Regions from separate parts of the Mus musculus genome. Here region 2 is linked to region 1. The links are chromatin contacts, called in public HiChIP or PLAC-seq maps. All regions are on one chromosome and are shown on one strand. The core of a region is the stretch at or near the end of the contact, and the rest is flanking DNA. Distances in the headings are between cores, read along the strand shown.

Region 1 (4,659 bases), core at 1,207-3,706:
GGGACACAGAGGAGAAAAAGTAGCTGTAAGAGGTTGGGGTAGGTAACAGAATGCAGGAGCTGTGAAAGTAAAAATGGGGGAGGGGGTAGAAGGCTATGGGGAAGGAAAGAGGAGTTCAGCAAAAACAATCAAACCTGCTACTTTATAGCTAACTGAAATGCCTTTAACAAAGAAGAAAATCTAACTGAAAATACCCATAAAGCTGAAACAGTTATTTCGACAACTAAAATGCACATGAACTAATACTACATATATACCTGCACTGCTCAAGACAAAAACAATGGTAATACCAAATGGTGGCAATAACGTGAGAAAAACAGATATACTAAATCCTACAGGTAGGGATGTAAAATGGTGCAACCACTATGGTTTCTTAAAACCCAAACATATTTACCACCCAACACTGCACTCACATTCTTGGTCATTTATCCCAAAGAAATGAAAAATTATGTCCACAGAAAAAATTGTCACAAATGTTTACGCTGAGTTTTATTTGTAATAGCAAAGACCTGGAAAAATGCATATATCTTTCAATGTTAACTAGATATCAAAATTTTATAAAATAGTAAGATAAGAGCAGGGAATAGAGAAGAGACATATGTAATCTCTGTGTCCCATTCTTGCAAATTCCTAACTTCCTAAGAGACTACAATTATTTAAAAATTAAAGGCAAAGTTAACAGCACCTGGGAGGAGGAGGCATGCAGATCTCCATGAGTTCAAGGCCAGACTGATCTACAACAAGGTACAAGTCAGCCAGAACTACAGTATGACTGTCTCAAAAAAAAAAAAGAATTACATTCATATGATGATGTATGTACATATGTGACAAACATGCACATATATGTGTGGTAACACGCAAACTGTAAACTGCCAGATGAGGTATCTCTGTTAATATGTTATCAAAATCTCCATCTGTGAGCACTACCCATCTTAAGTTATAAAATTTATTTTAATGACCATTTTGTGTGTTTGCACTGAACTATAAATATCCTGAGCTACATTTTGGCTGACAGTTATTAGCACAGTAGGGCTTAAAGTGCCTCAAATTGAATAATTTCATACAACAGACACAAAATGCTAACTTGTCCAAGGTCATACAATTATAAACACAAATCTAAGCATCAGGCAAACTTTGACATTTTTACACAGATCCCTTGAACTTATCCAATTTGTTTCACTTAACTTCTGTTTTAGTTTGCCCTTTTATAAAACGGTCTTAATACAATTAGAACAACTAATAAATAATACTTATAAATAAAATAGGAAATAATTTCACGTATAGTAGGGCTATAGCAGGGTGACTTTGTTCCCTGTTCTCAACTGTCAAATGGGGAAACTCAAGTGGAGTTTTTTTCAAAATGTCAAACAAAGTAGGTAACCCCAAAATCATGATGATAGGAGACAGAAACCAGATATAAAAAGGTAGATACTGTGGGCTTGAGCCAATGGCTCAGCAGGTAAGAGCACAAAGTTCATCTTCCCTCACCCACATCAGGCAGCTGCCAACCAACTACCTGGAGAGCTGATAACCATTTCTTGCCTCCATGGGCACTGTACTCATCTGCATAAACCCACACTCAGAAACACACATACATATAACTAAAAATAACATCTAAAAAAGCAAATCATGTATGAGTCCATGCCTATACAACACTAGCACGTGCACCAATCCATAAGGACAGAGAACACACCTGTGAAAGCTGAAAGCATGAGCAGAGAATGTGGACTACGAAGGATATAAGGCAGCTTCTGATGTGATAGAAAAGTTCTATACTTTGATAATGGTAATACAGGAGCTGTTAAAAACTCATCAAAGGGAACACTTTACATAAGTGGAGTTTACTATATATGGTATAACCCAATAAAGCTATTATGAAAAACTAAGTAAATCAACTTGGTCTTAACAATTTCTTATCACAGCAAAATAAAATTAAATGATGTGGCCTTGACACTTAGGTTGAGAACATCCATCCATTCATCCATCCATCCATCTATCTATCTATCTATCTATCTATCTATCTCTATCTATCTATAACATATCTATCTATCTATCTATCTCTATCTATCTATAACATAAGGAACAGTACTCACAGTCTATGAAAGAGAAAGGAACATGGCTGATTGAATTCTAAATGATTCTTCCTGAGTGTTTCTCTAAGCAGGGATGTTTTTATTCCCTAAATCAAGACCCGAGTATAGGAAGTTTACAAACTGGAAAGTAACTTTCTAAAAACTAGATTTCTGATTTCTACAACAAAGGTGCACTGCATGGAACCTTGCATTCTTTGTTTAAATTCAAATCAACCAAGCCTTTGTGCTCCCATTCTTTCAACTCTCAAATTTCCATTCGTTACCATAGCAACCTGCTAACTGACAAACCTTCAAGCATAGCCACAGTCCAAGCTTAGCAAGGGTGTGAAAAGGGGACAGTGTCAAAGGCCAAAATCTGACTCAGGAGAATCAGAATTCCAACCTTTGTCACTGCACAAAGGGCCTGGTAACTATAGAAACTGTGCCACACTAGGTTTGGGAACAGCATGACTAAACTCACTAAGTGTGAACCAATGTGGAACAGCCTTGAAAATCTAAAACTCCTATTCATAGCTACTTTAGATCCAGTTGGAATAAGAAGTTATTCCAAACAACTTATGAAAATATTTATGTAAGTAAAATTATGAGACTCAAAATATCAAAGCAAAGCAAAACAAAACAAAACCCCAAATCCAGTCTCCCTTTCTGGAACAATAAAGCTTCTGATGACGTCACGTGCAAACTTTTAAGAATTGTTTTCTGTCTCTACAAAATAAACTAAGCCAAAAAGCTCTAGTTAAAAACAAAAACAAAACCACCTTTAATTCAGTAACTGTTTTTCTTTTTCAAACCTTAATTTTCAAAAATGTATCATGGTAGTCTACTCATTGATAATAGCTTGGGAAATTGAATAATCTATTATCACAGGAATCTATTCACTTTCATACGTCAAAGTAGAGCTCTTAAAACAGTACGTAAGACTCTTCTTTGGTTAGTAAACTTCTTTAACATTTCTCTATTGTAGATAGTTCTGGATTATGACATACTTAAAAAATAATACTTTATAGGGCAAATCCTACTCTACTTAATAATCTGATTTAAAGCAAGAATTTCAAAAGATTCCTTTAATGTAATTTGTCATAAGAAAACCAATTCAGAATTTCTAAAAGCTGTTATTTTTATTCCTAAAATCAGAAACAACTGCGAACAATACTCTGTGTGCATGTGTGTGTGTGTGTTTTAATTTAGAAGCTTCTTAATTCTGTTTGGTTTACCCTAGTCACAAAACTGGCTTCTAAAGCCGTATCTGTTAGGGAAGGGGATGTAAGTCCATACACAAGGCCTTAGGTTTGCTATCCAGCACTGCAAAATTAAATACAGATAATAAAATGGGTCATTTCACTACACTGTTTGCTTAGAAAAAATATCTTCCCATAAACATTAACCTATAATCCTAGCACTCTGGAGGTAGAAGCAAGTAGATCTCTGAGTTTGAGGCCAGCCTGCTCTATAGATCTTGCTCTAGGTCAGCCAGAGAAACTCCGTCTCAAAAAAAAAAAAAAATATTTAACCTAAAAAAAAAAAAGTAAATATGGTGTATTCTAGCAGTTAAATATATGAGCTTAAAGAAAAGAATTTTTCTTCCTTAAAAAGCCTATCCACAAATATGGATCGGTATTGTTTCATTGGGGTACATTCAAAATTTCAAAAGCTGTTATTTTTGTTCCCAAAACCAGAAATAACTGCAAATAATTCTCCACTATCTGTATGTACGAGTTTTCTGCTTTTTAATTTAGAAGGTTCTTATATTAGCCTGCCCTAGTTAGGGTTACTATTGCTGTGATCAAACACCATGGCCAAAGCAACTTGGGAAAGAAAGGGTTATTTGGCTTAAGCCTCCATCCTCATCACTGTTCATTGGAGGAAGTCAGGACAGGAGCCCAAACAGGGCAGGAACCTGGACACAGGACCTGAGATAGAGGCCATGGAGGAGTACTGCTTATTGGCTTATTTGCTATGGCTTGGTCAGCCTGCTTTTTATAGACAGCCAGGGGTGGCACCATCCACAATGGGCTGGGCCCTCCCCCATCAATCACTAATTAAGAAAATGTTCTACAGGCACACCTGCAGGCCAGCATTTTCTCAATCGAGGCTCTCTCCACTCAGATGACTATAGCTTGCATCACATTGACAGAACTAACCAGCACAGGGTCACAGATGTTTTGGTTAAGCCACACACTCTGTGTACTTTTTCCTTCATCTTAAGAACAGGTCAAGAACAACAGGATTTGGACAAGCAGAGGTACACTTAAGCAGAAGCAAAACAAGATCTTAGAGAAAGGAAAGCTATGTTGCTTCAATCTTTTATTAGTTACATTATTTATAAAATGCAAACACATACATTGAAAGCTTCCAATCACTTTCAACAACAACCAAAAAAAGAAAAGACAGACAGACAGACAGACAGAGAAGTATCACACTAGTGTTCATTGGCAGTGGTAACTTTGGAACTGTGATCAGTATCACTATCCCACCAAACTATTTTCAACCCCAGGAAAGCAAGATTTAGGTATAGCAATGAGACATAATTATCAATCCTAAGGAACTTACAGTTTAATTCAAACAT
Region 2 (4,659 bases), core at 897-3,396, 610 kb before region 1:
CCTTGAGGCCTTCCTTGCCCTTTTAATTGGTCCTATCTGCCTGAACCCCTACTGGCCTAGCCTGCCTAGGATCAGACCTACTACCTCCTACAGCCCCCAGTCCCAAGTCCTTACTAGGGTGACCACCCCCCTCCCAGGCAACTATTATAGCTCTGATATAGCTCTTAACTAGACCAGCACTGATAAGAGACACTTTGGACCCTCCATTTAATTTGAAAGATTGCTGGAAATAGCTTGTTTCCCAAACGGAAATAGTCTTTGACTCCATAGATTTTTGTCATCTCCAGTTATAAAGATCCAGGAAAAATCAGGAAGGTAAGAGGGGCTGGAATGTGACTCAGTCGGTAGGGGGCTCACCTAGCAGAAAAGAGGCCCTGGGTCCAATCTGCAGCACTCCATAAACTGAGTTTGGTGGGTCACACCTGTATCCTAACGTAAAGCTGGAGGATCAGAAGTTCAGGGCCATCTATGGTTACATAGTGAGTTCAAGGCTAGCCTGGGCTAGCTAAAACATTATTAGAGAGAAGAGAGAGACAGAGAGAGTGAAAGAAGGAAGGAAGGACGGAGGGGAGGGTGGGGGTGGGGGAGGGGTAATAAGTGACATTGCAGAAATGCCCTGTGTCTAAAAAGAATGTGGCAGATATTATAGCATGAGTCACGGAGACTTCAGACATTCAAGATGGTGTAAAACACAGAGGGACGGAAACAAATCCCAGTTTGGGAAGGAAAATTACTTCCGAGGCCGGTGTCAGTTGAGAACCCAGCCATGTGAACATTTTCCATTCTCTTCTGCCCTCAGGTGAGGCAGGAAGGCACAAGGGCAGCATTCCAGGTGAAGAGCAGAGAGGAAGACAAGGTGTGTCCATGAGCACAGGTGAAACTTTCTCTCGGCATTCATTAACCTTAGGGTTTCTCTCTTTCTCTCTCTCTCTCTCTCTCTCTCTTTTTCTTTCATTTTCTTTTTCTTTTTTACCTTTTTGGTTTTTCTGGATAGGATTTCTCTGTGTAGCCTTGGCTGTCTTGGAACTCACTCTGGAGTCTGGCCTCAAATTTATTGAGATCCTCTGTCTCTGTCTCCTGAGTGCTGAGATTAAAGGCATGAGCCACCAGGGTTTTGGGGATTTGTTTTGGTGGTGATGTATTTTTTTAAAAGATTTATTTATTTATATGCGTACACTGTAGCTGTCTTCAGACACATCAGAAGAGTGCATCGGACCCCATTATAGAGGGTTGTGAGCCACCATGTGGTCACTGGGAATTGAACTCAGGACCTCTGGAAGAGCGGTCAGTGCTCTTAACTGCTGAGCCATCTCTCCAGCCCGGTGGTGATGTATTTAAAGCAGGGTCTCAGTAGTTCAGGCTGGCCTCAAACTAGCTGTGTGCCCAAGGATGGCCTTGAATTTCTGACCTTCTGACCTCCACCTCTCCAACAGAGAGCCTATCATCGGCTATGACTGCACACTCTGGGAACCAGATCCAGGGTTTCAGGCATGCTAGGGAAGTGTCTTACCAACTGAGCTTATCAGGTTTTCCCACCCCCACAATCCTACTCTGGGCTCTAACTTGTGACAATCCTCCTGAATGCTGTGACTCCAGGTATGAGCCTTCATACCCAACTTCATTGTGTTTGAATATGGAGACAACTGTCCATCTCTTTTTTTTTTAAAGGTATGTTTTCTAATATTTATTTATTTATTTATTTATTATATGTAAGTACACTGTAGCTGTCTTCAGACACTCCAGAAGAGGGCATCAGATCTCATTACGGATGGTTGTGAGCCACCATGTGGTTGCTGGGATTTGAACTCAGGACCTTTGGAAGAGCAGTCAGTGCTCCTAACTGCTGAGCCATCTCACCAGCCCTGTCCATCTCTCAAGGGGGAGAATGGACTAGATCTCTTTGTGTCTCTCTGCATAATCAGAGCCCAGTCGTTCAGTGGAGGGCAGTCAAGTCAGCAAAGAGCTAGAAAGGGCAGTTTGTGTCAGAAATCCTGGAGTCACACCCGACTCTGTGCTCGTCTGTAACCTTGGGAAGCCATTTCCCCTTAGACTCTGCACCTGCAAAGCTAGGCTGTCGACTGCTGGCCTCATAGTGCCTTTGGCAGCATTGACGAAGGACAGTGTTCACTGAGGTGGATCCTAACTGCAAGTGTTAGTAAATGTGTGCTGAAGGAGACTGACCTGTATGTCAGGGGCCAGTCACTTCCCACAGTATCACTATGCCTTTAGAAATCTCTGATCAAAACCATCTGGAACCAGGTCAGGCTCAATTGATAGAATGCCTGCCTGGTATGTACAAAGTCCTCTGTTCCATCCCCTGTGCCAGTAACCAAACATATTGGTGCACCCTTGTAATCAATCCCAACACTTGGGAGGCTGAGCCAGGAGGACTTCTGTGAGTTGAGGCCAGCCTGGATTAGCCTGGACGACTTCCTTCCAGACCAGCCAGAGCTACATGGTAAGACTTCTGACCCAATAAAATAAAAGAATAGAAATACTCCCATATATTTACAATGGCTTAAGTATTTCTTTAGACACTTAAAAAAAAAAAGTTTGTTTCGTAATTACTGGCTGGTCACTTGATCCCCCACCTGCACCCTCTGTAAGGAGCAGATCTGAGATCCCACCAGGTTCTCCCGCTGAACATTTAAATCACCAAGGAAACATTAACAACTGACTCTGAGCCCCACCCCCAGACATTCCAATATAATTGGCCTGGGGTGTGGCTGAACTCTGGGATTTATTTAAAAGCTCCCTGCAGTGAGTCTAGCCAAATAGTCCTCTCAGTGGCACTGCCAGGGCTTCCCGTCCCTCATACCCAGGACCCACCCACAGCCACGTAGTCCTCCACAGTTGTTCCTCCAGCTGCTCTCTGTGTGCCTGGGATAGCCCATGACCCCAGTTCCTGCCCTGAAGGATTCAGAAAGGCAAACAAGCCTGTCTTCAAATCAGGTCACAAACACACCTTGACTCACTCACCTTCCTGACTTCCTGGGTTCCTAATCTGGTTTATGGTTTACTGATAACATCCTGGAAGGAGAACCAGTTTCAGACTCGCCTTGACCTCCTGGCACCTTGACTGCTGCTTTAGTTTCTATTCTGGTCTTCGCCTCCAACCAGCCAGCCATCTTTGATCAGTCCGTCCTTGGCTGTCAGTGCTTACTATCCAGGCTGTCCCCAGGATGGCCTCCAGCCTTGGAACATAGCAGCCTGAACCATGCACCTTGCCAGCCTAAGCCCCAGTCCCACCCCAGCCTCCACCGTCCCGTCCCATCGGTGCCTATTACGGTCATCATATCCAGTTTCTGTTCTAATAAGGAAGTTGATAGCATTCACAAGAGTGAAGGGAGGGAACTGGGATAAATCCAAGAAAATGGAAGGCGGGCTTACCATAGCCCACACGTGGTCATGTGTGTGTGTGTGTGTGTGTGTGTGTGTGTGTGTAAGATGTAAGAGGGAGGATAAATTTATGCAGTTAGCTCGTCACACCTTCACATGGGTTTCTGGGATCAAACTCAGTTTGGCCAGGCCTTTGCCAGTGGAGCATCTTGCTGCCATTCTCATTGTTTCTTTAAGATAAGTCTCTGAGAAGTGGAATTACCAGATTGAAACTAATAAACAAGTGTAAGACTCCTCTGGAGAGTAAATATAGGATTCTCTCTAAAAGAGTTACACAAGCATCTACCTCTACCAGAATGAGTGAGGGTCTCCTTTTCATGGTGGTTGTGTTACAAGTTCAGTGCCAAATGTTTCACAATGTAGGAGAACCCTCCCCTCCCCCAAGATACTGGGGAGCCCTAAGTTATATTGAAGAATGTGGAAGACCATGGGACAAATACAAACCCTACATAGTGACTAAAATATAGGGCTGAAAACAAGCGTGCCTTTAGTTTCCCATGGAGAGTGCCTAGATAGTCCGTTGTCCATGTCCACAGCTGCGGATGTTGGCTCTCTGGCTCCTCCCCAGTAATAGATTGCCCACTGCTACTGCCACTGGGTAAGATATGACCCAAGGACACAGCTCCAAAGGCCTTCCAACTGCAAGTGTTAGCTGTCAGTCTTTGACTTTGCCTGTGGACTCACTAGCTACCTTTGTTTGTACTCGGATAGCATTTGTTTAATTTTTAACATTGGGAGTATTCTGACCGTGGTTTTAAGGGTTCAGATTATATACCAACAAATGCATGATTCAGTTGTTACTAAAATAGAAGGCTATGTGCCTGACCTATCTTAATGACAGTTGGAAGGACACAGGGACTCAATTAGGAAGGCCAGTAACCAAAGCAGAGCATATTACATGGACCATAATTTTGGCTTAGGCTTGGTGGAGAAGGAGGTTAAGACCACATATGGAGGATGGCTCTTACAAACCCAAGACTAGACGAGACAGCCAAGTGTTTCTCAGTCAATCAGAAGGAATGTAGTTTCTCTAAAGAAGCCTTTAATCCCATTTGGGGGGTGGGTAAGGATGGCAGGAGCAAGCCGATCAAGAGTTCAAGACCAGCCTCCTGTACAGAGCAAGTTCAAGATCAGTTGAGGTATATGAGGCCATTTTTTTTTTTTCCTGTAAAGCTGTCTTGGTGGAGCACACCTGAAATCTCAGCACTTAAGAGGCTAAGATGGGAACTGCCTGGGCTACATAGTGAGTTTATTTCTCAA

Evidence for each region. HiChIP or PLAC-seq counts read pairs in DNA pulled down with a chosen protein or histone mark.
Region 2: an H3K27ac HiChIP or PLAC-seq map of embryonic stem cells shows a contact between it and region 1, with 2.2 times the contacts expected there. The contact joins two enhancer-like sites. A contact is called at or near these places in 7 of 484 Hi-C or Micro-C datasets (embryonic stem cells and pro-B cells), 1 of 115 datasets of contacts at active chromatin or transcription factors (embryonic stem cells) and 1 of 9 other capture datasets (embryonic tail).

Annotation. Positions count from the first base shown.
Region 1 is chr14:65,243,190-65,247,848 of GRCm38.p6, forward strand. All of the region lies in intron 2 of Fzd3 (frizzled class receptor 3), which reads right to left. Among named protein-coding and RNA genes, the nearest start is that of Fzd3, 17 kb to the right of the region's middle. Within about 2 kb of position 2,457, at least 53 of the 459 cell types and tissues checked have an H3K27ac peak or open chromatin away from gene starts, as enhancers often do. A contact at or near this core is called in embryonic stem cells, where this site is marked.
Region 2 is chr14:64,630,280-64,634,938 of GRCm38.p6, forward strand. Gm36924 (a long non-coding RNA gene) reads left to right here. Exons shown (of 3, transcript XR_383509.2): 2 at 800-856. Among named protein-coding and RNA genes, the nearest start is that of Gm36924, 8.0 kb to the left of the region's middle. Within about 2 kb of position 2,147, at least 60 of the 459 cell types and tissues checked have an H3K27ac peak or open chromatin away from gene starts, as enhancers often do. A contact at or near this core is called in embryonic stem cells, where this site is marked.